Linked DNA regions of Anser cygnoides: regions 1 and 2 are each linked to region 3. The links are chromatin contacts, called in public Hi-C maps. All regions are on one chromosome and are shown on one strand. Each heading gives the region's core, a stretch centred on a gene start, on an enhancer-like site or on the middle of the called end of the contact. The rest is flanking DNA. Distances are from core to core; before and after follow the strand shown. Region 1 holds the start of LOC106042046 (serine/threonine-protein phosphatase 4 regulatory subunit 1-like). Region 2 overlaps GNAS (GNAS complex locus). Region 3 holds the start of STX16 (syntaxin 16).

What was found. Hi-C and Micro-C count contacts between places; a contact is called where the count stands out from the background.
Region 1: a contact with region 3 is called in a Hi-C map of liver, with 5 times the contacts expected there. The contact joins the promoter of LOC106042046 here to the promoter of STX16 in region 3. A contact is called at or near these places in 2 of 7 Hi-C or Micro-C datasets (both in liver).
Region 2: a Hi-C map of liver shows a contact between it and region 3, with 1.7 times the contacts expected there. The contact joins the enhancer-like site here to the promoter of STX16 in region 3. A contact is called at or near these places in 2 of 7 Hi-C or Micro-C datasets (both in liver).

The regions. Positions count from the first base shown.
Region 1 is chr16:5,556,731-5,559,972 of Taihu_goose_T2T_genome, forward strand. It overlaps LOC106042046 (serine/threonine-protein phosphatase 4 regulatory subunit 1-like), which reads left to right and starts at 1,671. Exons shown (of 20, transcript XM_048074641.2): 1 at 1,671-1,852; 2 at 1,985-2,029. The coding sequence starts at 1,846. It overlaps RAB22A (RAB22A, member RAS oncogene family), which reads right to left and starts at 1,610. Exons shown (of 7, transcript XM_013190901.3): 1 at 1,405-1,610. The coding sequence starts at 1,440.
Region 2 is chr16:5,225,562-5,228,999 of Taihu_goose_T2T_genome, forward strand. The region is part of intron 4 of GNAS (GNAS complex locus); the gene reads right to left. Among named protein-coding and RNA genes, the nearest start is that of NELFCD, 54 kb to the left of the region's middle. Within about 2 kb of position 1,965, at least 1 of the 3 cell types and tissues checked has open chromatin away from gene starts, as enhancers often do. A contact at or near this core is called in liver, where this site is marked.
Region 3 is chr16:5,397,183-5,400,853 of Taihu_goose_T2T_genome, forward strand. STX16 (syntaxin 16) reads right to left here and starts at 1,352. Exons shown (of 10, transcript XR_010825233.1): 1 at 1,054-1,352.

The DNA.
Region 1 (3,242 bases), core at 421-2,920, 160 kb after region 3:
CATACAACTTCTGACTAATGCTGTCCCACCCTGCGTAATGAAAGGCCTGAAGTGTCTTCGTGACACACCTGAAACATGTTTCAAATACACCTTTACAGGTTTATAAATGGTAGAAGAAGAGACTCAACATAAAAATTTCAGGGCATGTATTTGTACCACCAAATCAATTATGAAAAAAAGCAAGCAAAAGTAGGCATACTTAGGAGTGAAATAACAGCTTGCTAGTACTAAGACCATTCTCAATAGCAGTTGGACATTTTAAATTGTCATTTAACTAAGACAGGTGACAACAAACTTTTTGCTTTACATCTACAGAGTAAATATTTTAAGGAAAATCAGCACAAGTGCTGTTGAAGTTTTACACCATTCATGCATTATCTTGAATCTTCTGTTATAATAAAACTGGGTACAGCACGTACACTTTTGTTTATCTTTTCAAATTGTTTTCCTCGCAAAGAACGTGTATGACCTCAGTTCTGTATTTTATAGTGTCTGCAGTCTCAATGAACAAAGCAGATCTCAAAAAGAGAAATTTAGATGCAGTTTCTGGCTCTAGGAGTTCAGGAATCAGTTTTCATAGGTGTTTCCTCTTCTTACAGGACAAAATACCATGCAGGCAGAGCCAACTGTAGTTCATAGTTACCCCCAACGTTTTCATAACATGAAGAGCACAGAAACAATTTTCTCTCTGAAGGGCAATAGGGCCATTTACAAGCAGAAGACAATTCTGCCTGTCATACTCTGTACAGCACAGGATTTAGATGTAGAAAACTCCACCTATTCAAAAGGAGACTCTCCAATGAAGTCCTCAGAGCAAACCCAACCCAAGCCAACACATGGCTTTTCCCTGGAATTCCAAAACTCCTACTTCACTTTGCTTGATGTCTCCTCCTTCCACTACCTGCTCCACTTAATGTACTTTCAAAGGCTACGCATGCTGTTAAAAAATAAAAATCAAACACAGAAAAAAAAAAGAAAAAAAAAAGAACAGTTCAAGTTCCCTGCCTCTCTCTCCAGGTTGATTTCAGATGCTTTTATTTATTCCTTTTACGAACTCCAAGGCCGAGGAAGAGGGAAGCACACACTGAGCCTTCGTGCTTCCTCTCTGCTCCTCCTCAGAGGCCAAGGCCGAACGAGGAGGATGAGGAGGAGGACATCTCCCCATAGAAACGCCTCTCTCCCCGCAGGGAAAGGCCTGTCCGTCCCCCCGACCGCTCTCCTCCAGGGACCAGGGCCGGGGAACCGGGGCCCAGCACTCGCTCTGGGAGTGAAGGGCCCCAGGCTCAGCCCCAGCAGCCAACACCAGCCCAGACAGCCCCTCAGCAGGGTGGGCGAGGGCAGACAGCCCCCTGCCCTGCCTCCTCCCCTCCCTGCCTCCCCCTGCCCGCGCCCCGCGCCACTTACCCCCAGCAGGCAAACTTTCAGCTCCCTCAGAGCCATGGTCGGGCAGGCTGCGCCTTCAACGAGCGCCGGAGACGCGGCCCAGAACGATCATAGCCCCTTCCCCGCTCGCAGACGGACACACAGACAGCCAGACGCCAGCGCGGGCAGCCCCCCGCCTCCCCGCCCCTCAGCTACGGGCGGATCTCGCCCCTCAGCCGCCGCGGCCCGGCCGCCATTTTGGGCGGCCCGCCGCCGTCACCTGACTGCAGCCCCGGCGGGGCGGCCGCGCTTCTCCTCCCTCTGAGGAGACGGACGGGGGGCGTTTAGGGGCGATTCTCCCCCCTCCGGGAGCTGCCGTTTGTTCAGCCGGTCGTGTTCTCGGCCGTGCGGGGGCAGGAAGCACAGGCGGCTCCTCCCTGCGCCCTCCTCCTCCGCCTCCTCCTCGCCCATGTCCATTCCAAGATGGCCGGTAAGTGGGGCCGGCGGGCGGGGGGCGCCTCACCCGGGGCACCGCCACGGCCCGGCCCGGCCCGGCCGCCCTCGCCGCTGCCCCTCCGAAGCCAACCCCCCCGGTGTCTCTCTTTTTGTTTTCTGTTTGTAGGGATCCCTTTGTATTTTGTGGATTTGCAGGATGACTTAGATGATTGTGAGTAACTGTCGTTTTGTTTTTTTATTTTTCCGCTCGCTGCTTGGGCCCCGCTCCCACCCCAGGGTCTGGCCATCGCTCGCTTTTCGCTCTCCGCGTTTTTAATTCGCGACAGTAAGAGCTGGGGCTGTGCGGAGCCTCGCAGGGCGAGCTGAAGGCTTCTCCGTGGCTCTGGGGCAGCGCGGGGGCTGACAGGGCCCTTCCCTCGTCCTCCTCGGCTTTTCGGCCTCTCAGCCCTGACACTCGCAGCCGTGCCCGCCCGGGCGGCCCTGGGGGCCATGAACCGCTCGGTGCCCGCCGGGGGCAGCCGCTGTCCCGCGGGGAAGGAGGGCCCGAGGCGAGAGGCCGCTGGCTGTGGGGGCAGCTGGGTGCCCGGGGTCTGTGCGAGCAGTGCCTTGGGCAGGGAACCTCAGGGAGAGAGAAATGGGCTCTGTCCGGCCGCCCCTGAGAGGATTAGCCCGGTGCTGCGGCCTCAGGGGACGGGGGGTTTTGTGGCTGCGAACGGGTGAAGCTTGAGGGGGCTTCGGGGGTGGTTCCAGGCACTGGGGGTTCTGCTGGGCACTCACCGCTGCGGTGCAGGCGTTGTTGTGTGTGTGCCCTTCAGAAGCTGGGAATAAACGGAAATAAAAGCTTTTGTGCTCCAGTTGGCTGACATAAGCTGGTGGTTTTAAGTTAAGTGCCCTGTTCTCCGTGCTAGGCAAGGCAGCGCCGATTCAGCTGGTACAGTGCAGAGTTTTGTTAGGGGATTAGAGCTGAATGCGGCTCAGACAACTTGAAGGAGCTGTTTCTTAAGGAGATAAATCTGTAGCCACTAATCATTGAAGTGGTGTTGCTTTAGGAACCAGGTAGGTGTGGGAGGCGGTTTCGTTGGCACTTGGGATGCTGGATTGACATTTCCATTAAAAAATGAAAACTGATGCTTGAATTTGTTTTTTGTGAGAGACTCGATTTGTTTACCACAGAAATGTTTGAGAGGGCATTTTACTGTGAGGGTGACAGAGCACTGTAACAGGCTGGTCAGAGATGTTGTGGAATGTCCTTCTCTGGAGATATATCCCCGCCTGGATGTCATCCTGCACAGCATGCTCCAGGTGATCCTCTTCGGCAGGGACTTGGACCAGGTGATCTTCAGAGGTCCCTTCCAACCTCAACCATTCTGTTATTGTGTAATAGTACTTGAAAATGCACAACAGAAGGCTTTTGCTTCCCTGTC
Region 2 (3,438 bases), core at 715-3,214, 170 kb before region 3:
CACACATATGAACATAACAATCAGGGTTTGACTTTGAATGAGTTCAAACTGCACAGGGGCATAGTTTGGATTCTGGGCACAATCCCTACAAGCTTCTGTGAAGCTATAAAACCTTGGAGAAAATGCACTGACTGGATAAACCTTCTCTGGTCTGACTTAGATAACTCAAATATGAAGGACCATGACTTGCTGATTGTAGGAAGCCTCACAGGAAATCATACCATAACGCTACAGAGTTTTAACAGTCATAGTCATGTGAAAAGAAATGCGTTTAAGCATTAATGTTTTGTTTAGCAGAAGACACCTTCACCTTCTGAAAGATTCCCAATACAACAAATAAACAGCTAACAATTGTATATTGCCTGTATTTGTTTATAGGAATGCAATCAGACCTTTGGAGAAAAAAAAAACAAACAAACCATGAGCGGAAATCATCATGTAAAAGGGATGCTTGTAGAACAGTACTTTGCTTCCAGAAAGATCTAACCACCATCCTGGATTAAAAATGGGGTAATGCAGAGTCTAATCAAGTAAAAATCCTACTTGCAGTACAAAATTTCAACAAGTTGAGTAAGTGGCAGCAGGTAAACAGCAGTTTTATTAAAAGTCAACCAGAGAAAGTGTTAAAGAACTTGGAGGTCGAGTGTTTTGGTTGTAAAAAAAATTAATCCTCAAGAGAGAAGCTCCAGGCCTGGGAAAAAATAAGGAACCAAGATCGGCTTTTGAGAGGCATTCTGAAAGAATAAAATATTAGTAGAAAATGAAAGAGAAAAACTGGACATACTGTCTACACGGTTTTGTTCCCTCCAAATATATAAATACTCAAGAGACTTTTAAAAAATGTTTATGAAGCAATGTTTTATAGGCATTAGGATGTTGGCAGGGAAAAAACATTGGCACAGTAATTGCGACTATGACACCATGTTCACAGGAACCCTAGCATGGACGTGCAACATTACTTTTTCTTTGTAAAACCATAATATAGGGCGGATCTGGCAGCAGAATAGCTTATTTACTAATTCCAGCAAAAGTCAATGCCACTGAAAAAAGAAAAACCACACTACCTACTAAAAGGTGTGTACAGCCATTACACAATGTTGTGGTTAAAACTGGGATTCAATTCCTGGGCAAAGTTCAGCGTCCCATGGAGTTGTGCATTTCATAATAAGAGTTTTAAATAGGTCAGCCACTTACAAGCCTAATGATTAAAGGTCAAACTAAATCAGATTCTAACTGTAAAATTGTATCTTGGAGGACATTCGCTTCCAAGATTAAAGCTTTTAAAAACAACGCTGACCATTGGTTTCAACCCTCTTTACCAACATGCTCTGTATGGTGGGGGCACACAAACTCTGCTTTCGGGATGGGCAGGCAGCGGTGCTGCATTCCCCTAATGACCTGTATTAGGGCACCACGGGATCACGGGGCGGCACGTCAGCAAGGGGTATTCCAAGACAAACTGCACAGGTTGATTTTTCTCCTTTCAGGATAGGTAAATACACAGCAAATTGATTTATTTTTTTATTGCTCGTATCTGAAATCAAGCGATTACTATTGACTGTAAGGCTACTCAGTGAAGGAAGCCAACGGTGTCTTGTCATTCTCCCCGTTTGGGCAGGGATCCTACAACGTGTTAAATTTGTCAAATCAGACAGTTTAATAAGGCACTTACTTGAATAGGGAAACATCTGCATTCCTAATGGTGTGAACAAGTGTTAATTATTGCTTGCTATTTTAGGGAAAACATGCCGATGATATCACAAAGGAAACGCATACCTACAAATAGTTGAAGATATTCTCCAGCTACTGGCACATGTCCAGAGGCGAATACAAAACTCTTTGGGAGAGGCCAGAGTACTCAGCATTTCCCATAACTGAGTCAGAAATACTTTCAGCAAGCATTCAGCCTCATTATCAATAGTTTTTCGTGTTTAGAAAGAAGAACAAGGCTAAAATATTTTGGGTGTCTGTTTACGTTACCTCCACATTTCTAGTAGTAGAAATGAAACCGGATGTTGCTGCAAGAAGGGATAACGGGAAGGGAATTTTATTTAAGAAATTCCTGTCAAGCTTGAACTTTCATTTTTTCCCTCTGTTACGTTTCAAAAAGGCCGCAGTATTTGCGAAATGTGATTCTATACCCATTATACACCACAGCGCCTTTGGTTAAGTCTCCAATAGCATATCAGCACACCATCTCCCTTTCATTTTTACTTTCACGAGATATTTCATCACCGCAGAAGCTTAATCTGTTGATACTGGAACACTACTCAGATTTAATTCTTTCATACAGCTCCTATTTAAAACCCATCGCTCTCGTTAGGGAGGAGGAACTCACTCTTGGTGAGAGCACCAAGATGGAAGGTCGGCAGGTGCGGGCTGCCCATTTGTCAAGGCTTCGCTGTAATTTTAAACCAAGTAATCAATATTCCTCTGCTTCTTCAGGATATACTTACACGTGAAGAGAAGGTAATTCATTAACGAATTAAACCCACTACTAGCATAAAAGGCTCAGGAAAAAGTCTTCTATACCATTTCAGCTCTCTCTTGGGGCAGCAGAGAGCTGTGACAGAGGCATTGCAACCAAGAGCTATTTTTACAGACCTCTGGCTAGGAAGGAAGGTTTAATAAAACTCTGAGAAATTTCCTTTGAGCCTTAAATTAGGGTTTGGAAAATATCTTTGATACTACATCATTTCATTGCTTTTTGTGTAATGAATATATAATAAACTTAAAACAAATAGTCAAATCAAACGACCTTATTGCCTTATGCAACTGCTGAGAACAGCGCCACTTTGAATAACGCGTTGGACGTGGGACCACACTGCAACTTTGCTGTCCCCTTTCAGGTTAGAAACAAAAAGCCAATTTTTGACAGAAACTTCCACCAACAGAAAAGGGTAGAAGTTGATTTAGAATAGGAAGGAACTCTCTCTCAAGACAAATCCAAAGGAACGATCACTGATCACCACACAACCGTTCTGAAGAACCAGAATCTGTATTTACAGAAGTATTCATAGACTCCAAATGCTGTTTACGTGAGGAGATCAGGCTTGCATACATTTACAAGAGATTAATCAAACTTCTGTTTACTTTCTGGGATTGATTTATTTATTTATTTTAAAAGAGTAAAAGCTACCCAGTTTTCCTGAGAGCTTAAGAAATCTTGATTTTTATTGGAACGCTGAAGAAATGTCCTAGGATAATAAAATATCTTGAAGTTATGTAGCTCATACGTAAGGAAGGTTACAAGTGAAACAAACAAATGAAATGTGCTTTTGTAAAAGTCCAGGTCAGGAATATTTCCATGCTTTCACTAGTATCAAAGACAACAGACATTCAATACATGCATGTAAAAATGCACATGCTTTACTACACTGTACAATGTCTCGTGTAAGTACCTAAACTACACCCTGAACTTAGTATTTATTTTTCTAC
Region 3 (3,671 bases), core at 102-2,601:
AAAAATGATATTGGCAAGAAAAATTACTGAGAACCAAATGCAATGCCTAATGAAGCACGCATAATACATATCACTACTGATATTTCCGGATCTATAAATGCAATTTGATGCACAGCTTGTATAGATACAGATGTAACGAAATTAAAAATGAACAAAAGACTGTTCAGTGGCAACTCATCAGCTGAAATAAGTTTTGCAGCATGAAGCACTGCTTTTCCTAAAAAAAAAAAAAAAACAAAAAAAAAACACAAAAAGCTTTAATGGGAAGATGGGAGTGCGTAAAGATATTTACTGGAGGCTATTACAAATGGTAAGTTTGAAGAATCAGCTTTAAAAACTGGTAAAGCTGAGCTGCCAGGCTGTTTCATTACTGCAATCAACAGTTTTCAAACACCCTTCAAATTGCTCTAAGGAAACTGCTTGTTTATAAACACCTTTTTGTACCTACTTCGGGAAGAATTATTTCAAAAATTCTGAACCTTTCAAAGCAACCTTTAAGATTGCCATCCCAGTGTGACGAGCTCAAAACTTAGACAAAGCCACACACAGTGCCACAGAACAAATAGCTTTTCGAAGTTTCCGTTAAGAGGGATCACACTAGAACCTCCTGACGTCCCCCTGCTGCAGATGAGATGACTTTGGGTATTACTCGCATTTGGGGAAACAACAGACATCGGAACAAACTATGGAAAAAGTCAAGCAACAACAGGGATAATCTACAGTACTGTATTTAACGGTGCCCACACTGCAGCGGATAGAAGAGCTCTGCTCTGTGAAACAAATTATTATTTTTTTTTCCACTGGGGAGACAGCAGAAAAAAAATAAGCAATGGACAAAAACCTCATGTCAACACCGCCATGAAGTTATCTGAATTAAACAGAGGCGCGGCGAGCCCAGAGCCAGGCCTCTTCTATTCGCTTTTTGGGAAAGGGGAGCACGGGGGGACGGGGGGGACAGGGGAGGGGAGCAGCACCGGGGGCTCGGTGGGGTCTGGGGAGCGGGCACCCGGCTCGGCTCAGCACGGTACGGTAGGATGAAGGGAGGAGACTCACCGCAGCAGCCATGCTACGTGAACTCAGAGGGCTGGAGGAGCCGTAACTACTCACTTGCTCGGCCAGCAGCTGCCGGCTCTGCACCGCCTTGTTCCGCAACAACAAGAACGCGTCCGTTAGGCGCCGGGTGGCCATGGCCTCCCGAGCCGGCGCCCCCACCCCCCCAGCCCCGGGGCCGCTCAGCGCCTCAACGCCGGGCCCTCGGCCCCAGCCCCGCCCGGGGCCCGCTCAGAGGGCCCGGGGAAAGGCCCCCGGCACCGGGCGCCCCCGGCCGCCGGCCGCGGCCATGCCCCCGGATCCGCCGGCAGCGGCCCGGCCCGCTTCCGCGTTGTGCAGCGCCCGCCGCCGTCCGCCCCGCTCCGCCCGGGCCCGCAGGCCGCAGCACTAGCGTTCCGGCTCCCTGCCGGCCCCCCCCGCCGCCCTCTTAGGGCAGGAGGAGCAGAAAGCCCCTCGATCAGCCCAAACAGCTGGGAAATAACCCCTCTCACAGGGCTGACGCAACCCCAAAACCCTATGGGTCCTGGCCTTGGCGGTGGTGGTGAGGGGTGTTAGTGCCTTGTGGCGGTCGCTGTCTCAAAGGGCAGCATCCGTCTTTACGCACCCATCACCAGGCTCCCTTGGTGATGGCACAAAATGTCTTAGCATAAAAAAGACCTAACATTTCCAGAGAGTTTCCAGTTAACTCTGTACATTTACAGAGTTATCTCACTGCTTGATGCATCTCTAACAGAAACAATTTTGGTTCAAAGCATACTATTGTAGCATGACCTTTTTGATTTGCTTCTCTTCCCTCACTTTTTTCCTCTGAGTCCCCAACATTACCACAAATTTGCTTTGCTTTCAGTGAATTCTGTATTCCCCAAAACAAACAAGCGAACAAACAAACAAACAAAAAACTCACACAGGTCTTTATGTCAGCTCAGACAATTGAAAACTCCGGACATTCTCCCAAAATAAACATGCCATTTAAAATGACAGCACTGGGTTTGACTTTCCAAAAGAGGCTTTTTAATAAGGCTGTGGCTGAAATTATTATCTTTTTCTCTGCTTTTTGACACCTCAGTACCGGACAGCCTGGCAGCTGTTCACCCCTGAGACAAGCTCCCGCTGCTGCCGGCGCCAGGCCTGTGCTGATGGCTGCCCGGCCTCTGTGGACATCGCATCAGCTGTTCCCTGGGGCTGTCAGGGCAGCTGCTGCATGCTGGTCACCAGGAGCATCTCCAGCTTAAATTCTCACCAGAAAAATCAAAAATTAGTATTTACACATATGGAAGGAACAGTGAGTGTAATCACAACCACATTTTCTGGAAACATTACCCCATTTTATCTAACCGCTTGGACAGATTTGTACAATGAGAAATAGAAAGAAGTATCCCTTTGCTGTTGCAAGACATTTTGGGCATTTATTTGAGCAGCCCTTCTGCCTCAGTGGGAGAGACAAAAACTTGGAATTTAGCAAGGAAATAAACTCCAGCCTTACAAGGATCAACACATGCATTTCATTTTTCGTGGTCTGGTGAAATGTGTTTTCACTTTGGCTGCCTTACAGAGACTTTAAAAATATATGTATATACTTCATTTCTTCATGCTAATTTTTAATCTACTGTAACAATTTTTTATTCTATGAGAACAGTTTCAGCTAATGATCCTCCAGCCTTCTCTTGGCACCGCTACTGTGGCTATAAGCTGAGTGGAATTTTGCATGCAGCCAGAGGTCTTCCAGCAATCTTTTGGTTCTGGATGCCTACACAGAGAAAACTGGTTGGAATATCTCATTTAGCAACTGTGTGCCCAATGGGAAGCCTTACGCCCCTAATGTGCTGGAAGTTGGTGCACACTGGCCATTTGCGTCTTTTACTTCCTGATTTTTGACAGCTTAAAAGGTTTTGAATGTTGGGAAGGCTGGGAACTGAAGCAAAGGGTGTAAAAAGTGTTTGGGACCAGTACACAAAGGGATAAAACTCTGTAAGGAAGGAGTCCAGACCTAACTCAGTGAATAACCACTTCAAAGTGGATATTAGGAATAAGCAAAGGGACTAGAAGGAATGGAAAAAAAGATTAATCAAAGAAAACTACATCTTAGAAGTTAGGAAGTGTAGGCATAAAGGGAAATTTGCCAGAAGTAAAGCTGAGTTAGGCCTTGCAAAGGAAATTAAAACAAATAGCAAAATGTTCTTCAGGCATACAGACCAGGAGATGAAGTAGAGAAGAAGTAGGGGTGAAGACAGGGGGAGAGGCAGGACACAAATGAATGCCTAATATATAGTGGAAATGTACATAAAGGAAATGAAGGCACAGAGATAGAAATTTTCTCATCCAAGTGGAACAAAACATAAAGATGAAAATGGGACAATAATTTCTGACCCAGACACCTAACAGTGCTTGCCTGTCAAGAATGTGTCTGGCTATGCAACGACATTGCTGCAGGAGCAGCGGAACACAATGTGAGAGCAGGAAAAATTGTTCCAGAATCTAAATACGGGAAAAATGATTCAAGTCTGATCCCACTAATATACAAGACTTTTGGATAAATTTAGCAGGAAAGAATAATACAAGACATGATGACAGATAGAAATGGTCTGAAATACAACGTGCACTTACAGAAGGTGGATAGTGTT